Regions from separate parts of the Mus musculus genome. Here region 1 is linked to region 2. Evidence: chromatin contacts called from public HiChIP or PLAC-seq data. All regions are on one chromosome and are shown on one strand. Each heading gives the region's core, a stretch centred on a gene start, on an enhancer-like site or on the middle of the called end of the contact. The rest is flanking DNA. Distances are from core to core; before and after follow the strand shown.

Region 1 (5,455 bases), core at 2,812-5,311, 110 kb after region 2:
GGTGTGTAGGGCAACTGAGCACATGCGTGATGTTAGGAGGCGAGCTTGTGCTTTCGATTTGAAAGCAGACGTATGTTGGCTTTTTGGGTTTTATACCAGTGATAAGGGCGACATCATCTCTATCAAGCAAGTGTGGTGATCCGCATGAAAGGGCTCAGTAAAATGTCAATATCACGCGGACGTTGTATTATGGATCATGATATTACCGAACCTTTACTAGATACTGGCTAACTGTATTGCTAACTACACTGAGAGTCTGAAGTTTAAGTAGTTCTCAACCTTCCTAATGCTGCAACTCTCTGATACTGTTCATGTTGTGATGGTGCTAACCATAAAATTGTTCTATTGCTGTTTCCTAGCTGCAGTTTTGCTACTGTTAGGACTCATAATACAAATATATTTGAAGATAGAGGTTTGCCAGAGTGGTCGAGACCCACAGGTTGAGAAATGCTGGTCTAAGACTGGAGATTAGCTGTGTGCACATGTCTCAAGGTGTAGTTTTGATCTTTCCCATTATTTCAGCTCCTTCATCATACAATATTGCAAATATCACCTTTAAAATAATATGGGTTGTGAGTTACAAAAAATTTAATAGACAGATTATATCTTTGTATATAAAGATATATAAAGTTACTATGTTCTCTGGATTCATTTATAATAGTGTTCAATTCCAGAAAAACCCTTATGGAGGTCTTTTTAAGAGATGAAATGAACTAGGTGGTGGTAGTGCACACTTTTAATCCCAGCATGCAGAAGGCAGAGGCAGGAGGATTTCTGAGTTTAAGGCTGGCCTGGTCTACAGAAGGAGTTCAAGGATTATACTGAGAGACCCTGTCTTGAAACACAAAACAAGACAAAACAAAACAGAAAAAGAAGTGAAATTTTATATATATATATATATATATATATATATATATATATATATATATATACACATATATGTGTGTGTGTGTGTAAATAAATATCTTCATAAATAAATATCTTCATAAATAAGTTAATTATAGTAGGATATTTTTGAAAAGAAGGCATAACATTGTATACTCATTCCAGTTATGAAATTATCATTCAAAACAATATTATTATTTTTTACCCCTATGGTGCTTTACCTAGGAAAGTATACAAAATCCTGGTCTTGTCTGTGCTAGAAATTAATATGAAGAAAATGAGTGTTATCAGATGCAAAAAGGGGAATTTTAATAAACATTCATACAATTAATTTTTAAAATGAAGCAATTTAAACTCTTTTCATGACATGACAAAGTATATTATATATTGATTAAATAAAAAATTTAAAAATGCTGAAATAATGAATTTGCATACTATAAAACATTTGGCAAGACTGTTGTGTGCTTTGAAGGTTTAGGGAAAAATTTCACATTGGAAAACATTTACATATTTAATGATATTAAAATATCAAACTTATCTGTTATAAAATATAAAAGTAAAAAATGAAGCAATTTATATTAGAAACATATATTTAATAAGGTATATGATTATTCTCTAGAGTTTAAAAGCATATCTATAAATAAATATTTTTGAGACCCAGTCTGAAGTATTCAAGGCTAGCCTCCAATTTGCTATGTAGCAGAAGGAAATGGTACTGAAAGCCTGGTCCTCCTGACTTTACTTTCTAAGGGGTGTAATTATGTCTCCATGCCCTGTGCATGTTACCTTAGGGACTGAACCCAGGGCTTTGTGTATGCCAGGCAGGCGCTCTACCAAATGAGACACCATTCTGCTCCACCCTCATCTACTTAACTTTTTTGAGATGCAAGCTAAGGCATGCCACAAAGATAATCCATACTAGAAAACACAATTAATTCGTAAGTAAAGCATTTAACAATCATAGTAATAAAAGTAGATTAACGTACTTACACACATATTATTAAAATGAAATCATAAAGAGTTCACCGCTATGAAGTGAGTATTCCTCCCGCTAATAGAAAATAGTATACCAAAAATCTGGGATTAGCCACAGTATACGTTGTCGGTGCACATGTTGCCTTAATGACTGTGAAATTCAGAAAGTACTTTGTCAGTATAAAAACCATTCAAATATTTCTGGTTCTGTATTCAGAAAATATATGTGAAAGGAGAAACATCAAGAGCAATAGAAAATTGTGTTGGCGTTTGATTGTAGTGTGAGAAGGCGGGAGGGGGAGGGAGAAAGCAAGGTCAGAGTGGGAGAGTGATTCATTACATTACAGTAACCCATTAATGAAGTTATTTTCATGATAGTTATAAAGACTACACCGTATGTAGAACACTTATGAGATTCTGGGAAGAAAGGCAGAAGACAGAATTTTCTTTATACTAACAGGGGAATCCTATACATGCTCAAAAGCAAAGACTGGTTCATTGACTTGAAAATTGGAAACAATTTGATTTGTTGAAAGATTAGGATGATGGATGGGATTTATAGCCACGAATTTTTATTTCTGTTACTGTCATAATGCATTCCCAAGAGATATGTTTCAAAGTTGTGCTGCAAAAAAAACCAACCCCCCCCAAAAAAAACCCAATAAATTTGTATTGATGTATGCAGAACAGTGGGATGAAGTTGCAGGAGGAATCAAGCTGGACAATATCACAGCCAAGTCACAAAGTCTCTCTCTCTCTCTCTCTCTCTCTCTCTCTCTCTCTCTCTCTCTCTCTTTCTCTCTGTGTGTATGTGTGTCTGTCTGTCTGTCTGTCTTTCTCAGTTTCTCTGTGTGTGTCTCTGACTCTCTCTGACTCTGTGTGTGTGTGTGTATGTCTCTCTCTTTCTGTCTCTCTTTCTCTGTCTCTCTCTGTGTCTCTAACTCTGTCTGTCTGTCTGTCTGTCTCTCCGTGTGTGTGTGTGTGTGTGTGTGTGTGTGATTTATGTTCAGGAGCCTAGTAGGGCCAGAAAAAGGTCCTTGATCACTTGAAGGTGGCGTTGAAGGTGGTTGTGAACTGCTCTGGTGGGTGCTGTCCTCTGGAAGAGCAGCAAATGCTCTTACCTGCTGAACCATTATTCCAACCTCACAAATTCTAAGTTTTAAAGGCAATTTGGTTATCGATTGGATTACAGTGGCCTTTCCAGAGATAGTAGTCTGTTTTACTCCCTGCCTTCCTATTATGGGCGAGCTGGGGGAGGGGATGTGTTGTAGGAGATAGTGAAGAATCAATTACAATGCTTCCACCTAAAATATAAAAGACAAGAGCATGTCAACCTATTCGAGAGCGCTAGTTAAAACTTTTGTTCCTTTCTTTTTAAATGTATTTTAAGGCTGAATACAGGGGCATCCAAGCTCTTTGAAAACAGGCAGCTAGATCTTGGTGAGTTTCAGGCCAGCTTGGCCTACATATATAGACTTCCAGGCCAGCCAGCGCTACAAAGGGAAAAAAAAATCCATAATAATAATTAAAATTATTTGCTACTCTAGAAATTGATGTGTAACAATTTAGAAAATACACATACATATATTTTACTATTTCAATTAGATTAGACAGATGTTCATTAGCAATATCTTCTTGATGGTAATCTCTGATTATAATCTTTTGAATATTTACTAATGAATCCCTGTGCCCCTAACTTGCTTTCCTACAATCGAAAATGAAGACAGCAGCCCTTCTTGAAATAAGGAATTTTTAAAACCATTAAACCTTTGCGGCAATGTGAAGCAATTTACATTCACAGTGAGATTCTGAAATTGTGGTTTCCCCTTATATAAATCTCAGTCATCCTGGCTTTATCCTTTCAATTTAAATGAGTGGGTGTACTCATCGCAGGGTAGCCACCAGCACACTGTATGTTACAGCATTTTGTTGTTTTTGCAAATATAGAAATTAATAAGATTGGTTGGTACATGTCAGCCGCCGTGGTAATGCAAAATGTCATACTATTCTAAGCCTCCTGTTCAGGCATTTCAATTTGTAGCATACCCCATTATGATAATAACAGCTTCAAAATGTAAATTAGGGAGAATATGATGGCTTTTCCCTTGAACTTCTAAATTTTGCTAGGCAACCAGCACACTTACCAGTGTTCAACCAAGGTCGTAGTTTGTACTCTCCTTGGAATAGAAGCAGCAGATTCCATAGGACCGAGGGACGCTTTGTTTCTCCACATCCCTGTGGCTCCTCAGCCAGTCATTCTGTCAAAAGGAGAGCTTCAGGGAAAAGACAGGAATGATATTTTTCCCCTGCCCTCTGAAGGCTCTTGTCACGTCGCATAAATAACGAGAAGCTGTGTGGTGAAACACGGTCCCTAAAGGAACACGTCTCCTGCAGCAGTGTGCATACCAGAGACAGATAAACGCATACCGTACAGGACTTGAAATGCAAAGGGGGTCAAAGGATGGCCTCTCAACACTGCACATGGGAGCGGGTAGTGAATGCCTCTCCCCATTGCTAACGTTTTCCGAGTCACAGACGGCTTCCATACAGTTGAGTTCCTTTAACGTGCAGAAATTGCTATGCAATCCGGAGTTATTACAGCATTAACAAAAGTGGAAATTAATCATCAGAGATGTGGTTATGATTTTTCTTAAGAGCTGAGAACATGGCTGTCTCCCTCTTTCCCTTGCCGGTCCCTCGGCCCACCTTTTTCTCTGAATCCGCAGAGCATAGACCTATGAGTCAAATTTTTCTCCAGTTGCTCCTTCTCAATTATTCTCATTTCCTGTTAGGCTTTGATCTGGAGAATCAGTAGAAAGTGAATGTGAAGGTTTCCTTGGTGGTACAACTGGTCTTTATTAAGCAGTTAAACTATACTAAGGACTCAGAGTCAACTTCAAGAATGTTACATAATTTGTGTCACAAAGCTTATATCCATGTATAAGTGAAAGCTCTAAGAAGTGAGTATTACTGAGGTAAATGTCACAGATACCCCACACTGGGGCATTATTTTGGAAACTCATTTTTTGCAGAGGTAGTTGTAGCAATCTATTCCTTGCTTCCATATTTTTTTTTAAACGACTAGAGGAACATCTAGGCAGAAGGTCGGTGTAGGTATTTTATGATACTAAAAAATCTCCTTTTTACTCTGTGATACTGCCTGTAAAAAATGAGACTCCAAGAGCCCTAAATGTGATAACAAATATAAGCAATATAAAGTAATCCCTGAAATGTAACTAATTCAGTGAGATGTATAGCTCTGCCCCCCCCCATACCCATAACTTTGGAAAAAATAAACAGCATGAACTTGTGCGGACAGACCTGAAACCAGCTGCAGACCACCGCTGCCATCATGGCAATCACCACCAGGTCACATGCACTTCTGGATATCACAGATAGATCAGCTGAGTCATTAGATGTTTGGTCTAGTTCTCAGAAATAAGGCAGTTCAAAGTAGGGCTAATAATGAGAGAAGGACGAGCCTACAAACTGGTACTATAGAAAACATTAACTTGAGTATTCTGTAAGGCGTATTGATTGATTGATGCTGTGGAACTGGTATTACTTGCCTTTACCGGAGAGGCTGTGGAGATCA
Region 2 (5,947 bases), core at 1,906-4,405:
CCCCCACTCCCACCCCCATCTCCATTCTGAGCAGCTGCTGAGATTTACAGCTCTCCTGGCTTAGGTTTTTTGTTTGTTTGCTTCTTTCTTTCTTTGTTTGTTTCTTTGTTTCTTTGTTTCTTTGTTTCTTTCTTTCTTTCTTTCTTTCTTTCTTTCTTTCTTTCTTTCTTTCTTTCTTTCTTTCTTCTTTCTTTCTTTCTAACTCTAAAAAAAAAATTGACTTAAAAACCTCGAAGAGGGGGGGAGGGGGGCTTCTGATTTCTCCAGGATCATTTGGGACCTTCAAAAATATTCCTCAAAGTTTCAGTAAACATGATCTCAAGGAAAAAAAACCTCACAAATAAAACCTACTTTAAATAGTCGTCTAACCAAAGTAAAATCGGTCCATTTTTTTCCATACCTAAAGCTTGCATGGCTTGATAGACACTGTTCAACACTCATTAATGAAAGCAATAGCTCTCTCTTCACAGGAATACACGAGATGGTATATTTCAGAGCCAAATATGAGAACCCATGACCTAGGAAGACAGATCTAGGTTCAACCAAATACTATGTTCTAATTCACAGCAAATTTACATGCTTTTTTTTTTTAAGTAGAAACAGAACAGAGAAGACTATAAAATAATATACTTTTCAAATACATCAGTGAACACAGCCAAGTTGGCGAGTTACAGCAAAGAGGGGGGAAATCAGTGATTCTCAGCTTTCTTTTTTTTTTAAATATTTATTTATTATTATAAGTAAGTACACTGTAGCTGTCTTCAGATGCACCAGAAGAGGGTGTCAGATCTTATTACAGATGGTTGTGAGCCACCATGTGGTTGCTAGGATTTGAACTCAGGACCTTCACAAGAGCAGTCAGTGCTCTTAACCACTGAGCCATCTCTCCAGCCCCCGATTCTCAGCTTTCTTAATGCTGCAACACCTTAGTGTAGTTCCTCATGTTGTGGTGTCCCCCAACAGTAAGTGATTTCATTGCTCCTTCATAACTGCAATTTTGCCTCTGTTATGAATTATAAGTAAATATCTAGTATGCAGGATATCTGATGTGTGACCCCTGTGGGGGTCTGGGTCCACAGGTTGAGAGCCATTGTTTTAGCTGCTATTTATCAGCAGTGTTGGCCCTTTGGACGGTCGAAATAAGAGGTCTGCTAATCCGGTCCAAAAGATTTACCCGATGTTTACAGAAGATGCCGTGTTATGCATAAAGAAGGGCAATAAACGGTATTGAAGGGGATAAAGATGCTCTGAGATAACTTGGCTCTGAACTTGCAACATTCCAACCATTCTGCATGTCTGATGCTCTCCCCAGTCAGTTCGCCTTTGCAGACACAGCTTCTTTACAAGAATTCTATTCATACATGTGTACACTGACCTAATATCCAGCCCCAGAGCAATTCTTCGTAAAATCTGCTCCATGTTAAGTCTCCAGTCACTTTTCTTTGTCTTCTGTACCATTATCTCTAGACTATCCAAGGTGTGTCCTTGGACCAGGTACCTCCATACATAAAGAAATCTCCCTGTTTGCCTCCTCTTCTTCCCCTTGGTTTAATTCCCATAAAGCCATTGACCTATGAAACTGCAGAACCAGACCCATAGATATATCTATATGTGGACATGGGTGAGGGACAAGAAGGACACTGGGTGAGGGAAAAGTCGTTGGGAATGTAGCTCAGTGCTCAAGAGATTGTAGCTCCTCTACAGGGTTAGAGTTCATTTCCCATCAACCACCTCAGGCAGCTCACAACGTATACGTCCAACTCTAGATTCCTCCTAGAGCCTACACACACACACACACACACACACACACACACACACACACACCACAAATAAAAAGAAAACAACCATCAATTCATGTCTTCTCAAGGAAGCTTTCTTAGAATATCTCATCAAATGACTGCAATCAGCAGCGAGTTTTACATTTTATATTAAGTGTGTGTGTGTGTGTGTGTGTGTGTGTGTGTGTATGTGTGTTCCCATGCCATGGCACTGGTGTAGATATCTGAGTTCAGTTTTCAAGAAGTCATTGTCTCTTTCTAATACATGGAGCCCGGGGATTAAACTCAGGTTGTCAGGTTTGGGAGCAAGAGCCTTTGCCCACTGAATTCTCTCCCTGATTCAATTAGTAGCGTTTTTAAATACAAAGAATACTGGTTTGCTTTATTAGGGTCTGTTGTTGTTCATTCGTTTAATTAGCTTTCTTGGCTACTTGTGATATCACTGGCCTTTAATCCCAGCACTTAGGAGGCAGAGGCAGGCAGGTCTCTTTTATGTTTGAGGCCAGCCTAGGTAGTTCACTTAGTGAGTTCCAGGCTAGCCACAGCAGCTTAGTGAGACCTCTCTTAAAGCAATTCCTCCCCCCCTCCCCAAAGCTGCATATGAATTTGCTTTGCTGCCTTAAATAAATCTAATCTGATGTTTTCCTCAATTGTTCTTTGATTCATGCTATGCCTTTCAGTTCAGAAGTGAAATGATTTTGCCCAGGGTTATTAGAGCAAAATTAGAGTCCAATTAGCCATTTTGGGGCTTTGCAACCAAGTGGCCGATGCCTCTTTAATCTTTAACAAGCTCCAGTATTCACAAATTAATGCCGCTATCTAAGGAATCGGAAGTTGTACAAACCACACAACTCCAAATTATTTGAATATTCTTCTACTCTGTTTGAAAAATGTGTATTCTGCTGATCTGGCCCCAGAACTATGAATAGAAACACTGCCAAGCAGAGGTTGTCATGTCACCAGTAAGAGATGTCATGCTTGATTCATTTCCCTTGGATCCTTTGAAAAGGCAATATTGATGGTCAGTCTCTTTCTCTGCCTATAACTCAAAACGTGCAATGAGGACGTGTATATGTTTTTTCTACTAAAGGGAAAAAATCAGTAGGGTGAGGGGAAACAGGCGATTTACCTAGGCTTTCCTCGGTGCTTGCTTTGACTTATGGTGGGCAAGGCATAGATTAACCCTGATTTCCTACATCCAAAACAAGACTTTTGACTCCAGCTGGCTGTTGTTTGAAATATTTTTCTTCTCTGTTCTGTCTCTCCATTTTTCATTTTTTTTCCCCACTGCCTTCCTCCCTCTGCTGCAGGGATTTGTCCTCTAAAAGCTCGAGGTGGGAGGGAGCAAGGACTGAGAGCAGGCAGGCGGCAAGAGCTGGAGGACGCCAGGATCTGGCTTTTGTTATTGGTTGGCTGCGGCCTGATGGATGAAGGGCGGAGTGAGCTCTTCTCAGTGTGTTCTGCTGGAGCCCAAGTACAGAGACCATATTTACAGGTAAGAGAAAAAAAAAGACGAAAAGAAATTTATTTTTCTTTTCTTTCTCTCTTTTCTTCTTTCTTCCTTCCTTTCTTTCTTTTTCCCTTCCTTCCTTCTTTCTTTCTTTCTTTTTTTTTTTTAAAGGGAAATGCTCGGTTCTAGTAGAAGCATCTTAGGGAATGTGGGAATCCTAAAGGCGCTTCCCGAAAAACCTGTCCCTCGAGTGACTACGGGAAGCCTAGATGAGCAGCTCTTGGGTTTGCAAAAACCCTTTTCCGATTTAAATACAAAAGGCACAAAACCCTGAGGAACTTGTCTTTTCCGGATTAGCCATCTAAGCAAACGCACAACGGACGGATAAAATCCTGTGTCTTTGTGTGTTTTTATCAGGCTGTGTTCATGGAAACCAAAGGAGGCATGAGCAAAGCTTGATAGATTCCACAGGTCCTGAGAAAATGGAGCCTTCTCAGAACATACTGGATTCAGTATGGGGGTCTTTATATTTAGGACCCAGCAAGGAGCTTATGATTTTTTTGTTTGTTTGTTTATAGTTTCTTTTAGCCTAGACTTTGAATGAACGATCTATGTGCATGCAAACCCTCTTCGTTCTGTGCATCTGGTGCCGAGTAGCTGCAGCATTTGTCAGCAAATGTGAAGCTTCCATGTGGTGATGAAGTAAAGATCTATCGGTAGCTGTCAACATGCACGGGACGGTTTTCCTTTAAAAGCACGGAAGCCTAATTGAGAAAGACGAGACTTTGCTGTGAAAAGTAGGGTCTGACCGACACGTTTCATTTATGCATCAGATACGTCAAGTTAAGAAATTCCACTACACACTGCTGGCAAAAGCCTCACAGCAGTTATGTGTTAGTACGCCTAAAGTTTTGACTTTACTAGCTGCTTATAATGCCTGGCATTAAGTTTTATTTTCTTTTATGAAAACCAGGAAAGATTTTTTTTTAGCAGTACGGACTAAATGTTATATTTATGGTAATAAAGATGGCAAAAATAATTTTATTCCACAACACTAGCTCCTCTGTAGATTATATTTTATAAGATCATTTAAGTCTGAGAGGAACTCATTACCTTTGAGGTCTTAAAAAATAGTACAGTCATGGACACATTGGCATCCAATTAATACCTGTTGACTGGAGTAAAACACAATCATAATAGTGATGTAAATATTTTGCTGCCTTTGAATGAATTAAAACTTACTAAGAATGACTGTAATTTCTAAGAAAATTTGGTCTTATTTTTGCTTTGATTTTGGAAGATGGGTGGTACAACCCTTTGAATAAGATGGTACAAACACAACAAATTCTTAAGAAATTAAACGGGAAGGAAATACTGCTGGATAGTGGGTAAAGATTACTCAAGTTAATGAATATTTCCTTTGAACTTCCTAAACATACTTAATATCTTTAAACAGATATTAAGATCAGATGTTATGTTGATCTCTCCTATGGTTTGTTTTGAACCATTTCTGGTTTTCAAAAATCATGACATCATGCTACAATTTCTCCCTGTTTTTCACTGTTGATGTTTCTCTTTAAAAGTAATTTTTGGTTTTTCAAACAAAACGATGATTGCAATTAATTCAAGTTTCCCACCCCCATGGAGCCTAAGGTGGTATGCAAATCTAAATAAATATTCAGCTGCTGGAATGTGGCACGGACAATCAATCAATGCAGTGATGTTTTCTTTTAAAAAAAAAAGGAATTATAAATTCTGAACAAAGCTACCTCTAGGAATGAAGGGGGATTGATGAAAATTAGAGAGCAGAGTTCCACATGGTTTTAAATTATTCCGTTGCCTTGGAAACCAGCTGCTGCAGATGCATTTTGCTTTCTTTAGCTAAAAATATCATCCTTTTAATAATCACTAAGGGAAAGGTTTTGAATAAAAGCAGAGCGTATTGTTGTTGCTTCTTATAATTTCCTTAATGGCTCACATATTTTGGATGGAGAGTAGATAAATCCTTTCTCCATCAGCATCTCCTATCAGACACTGGCAGATGTCTGCAAGGCTTATGGAAAAAAGGGAGACAACTGTGGCAGCTCCTACTGCAGTCTGCAGGGGAAAAGCGTGTGTGTGTGTGTGTGTGTGTGTGTGTGTGTGTGTGTGTGTGTGTATGTGTGCACGCGCACACGTGTGCCTGTCTGTGTCTGTTTTGTACTGGAGGGAAAAGATTGAAAACATGATGCAGGCAAGTGGGACCCTTCCAAAGCTCTTCAGTAAGATATGACAAGGTCATTTATTTTTTTCCGGGTGCAGCCGGTTTTCAGATGTAAATATAGGTTTGTAGCTGGTTTTCAGATGTAAATATAGGTTTGTTTGGTCTTTCTCTGCAAAGTGTTGGATTTCATTTTTCTCTCCAGGTTGCAGAAGTTAGCCATGTACTGTATCTGTTGAAAAATGAAAAACTATTTATAATGTTTTGGTAAACTAAAAGAATAAAATAAAATAAATAAAAGAACCTGGAAATGCATGCCTAGACCATGAGTGGTGAGCAGTTAGTTTGGATTGGATACAATGGAATAAGGACCATTTTAACTGAAGGCCCAGACCACATTCGACTAATTCAGTCATTAACTTACCTTGGTAATCAAGCTAATGAATAAAAGACTATCCATTCTAGCAAGCTAAAGAAATTGTTTTAATATTAAGGTAATTCATTCTAAATTTAATACAT

Evidence for each region. HiChIP or PLAC-seq counts read pairs in DNA pulled down with a chosen protein or histone mark.
Region 1: a contact with region 2 is called in an H3K4me3 HiChIP or PLAC-seq map of embryonic forebrain, with 4 times the contacts expected there. The contact joins the enhancer-like site here to the promoter of Csrnp3 in region 2. A contact is called at or near these places in 2 of 39 promoter capture datasets (hippocampal neurons and second pharyngeal arch cranial neural crest), 1 of 484 Hi-C or Micro-C datasets (cerebral cortex), 2 of 115 datasets of contacts at active chromatin or transcription factors (embryonic forebrain and forebrain) and 3 of 9 other capture datasets (adipose tissue, liver and pancreatic islet).

The regions. Positions count from the first base shown.
Region 1 is chr2:65,949,905-65,955,359 of GRCm38.p6, forward strand. All of the region lies in intron 4 of Csrnp3 (cysteine-serine-rich nuclear protein 3), which reads left to right. Among named protein-coding and RNA genes, the nearest start is that of Gm52514, 24 kb to the left of the region's middle. Within about 2 kb of position 4,062, at least 26 of the 459 cell types and tissues checked have an H3K27ac peak or open chromatin away from gene starts, as enhancers often do. A contact at or near this core is called in cerebral cortex, embryonic forebrain, hippocampal neurons and 1 more, where this site is marked.
Region 2 is chr2:65,842,612-65,848,558 of GRCm38.p6, forward strand. It overlaps Csrnp3 (cysteine-serine-rich nuclear protein 3), which reads left to right and starts at 3,156. Exons shown (of 7, transcript NM_153409.5): 1 at 3,156-3,273.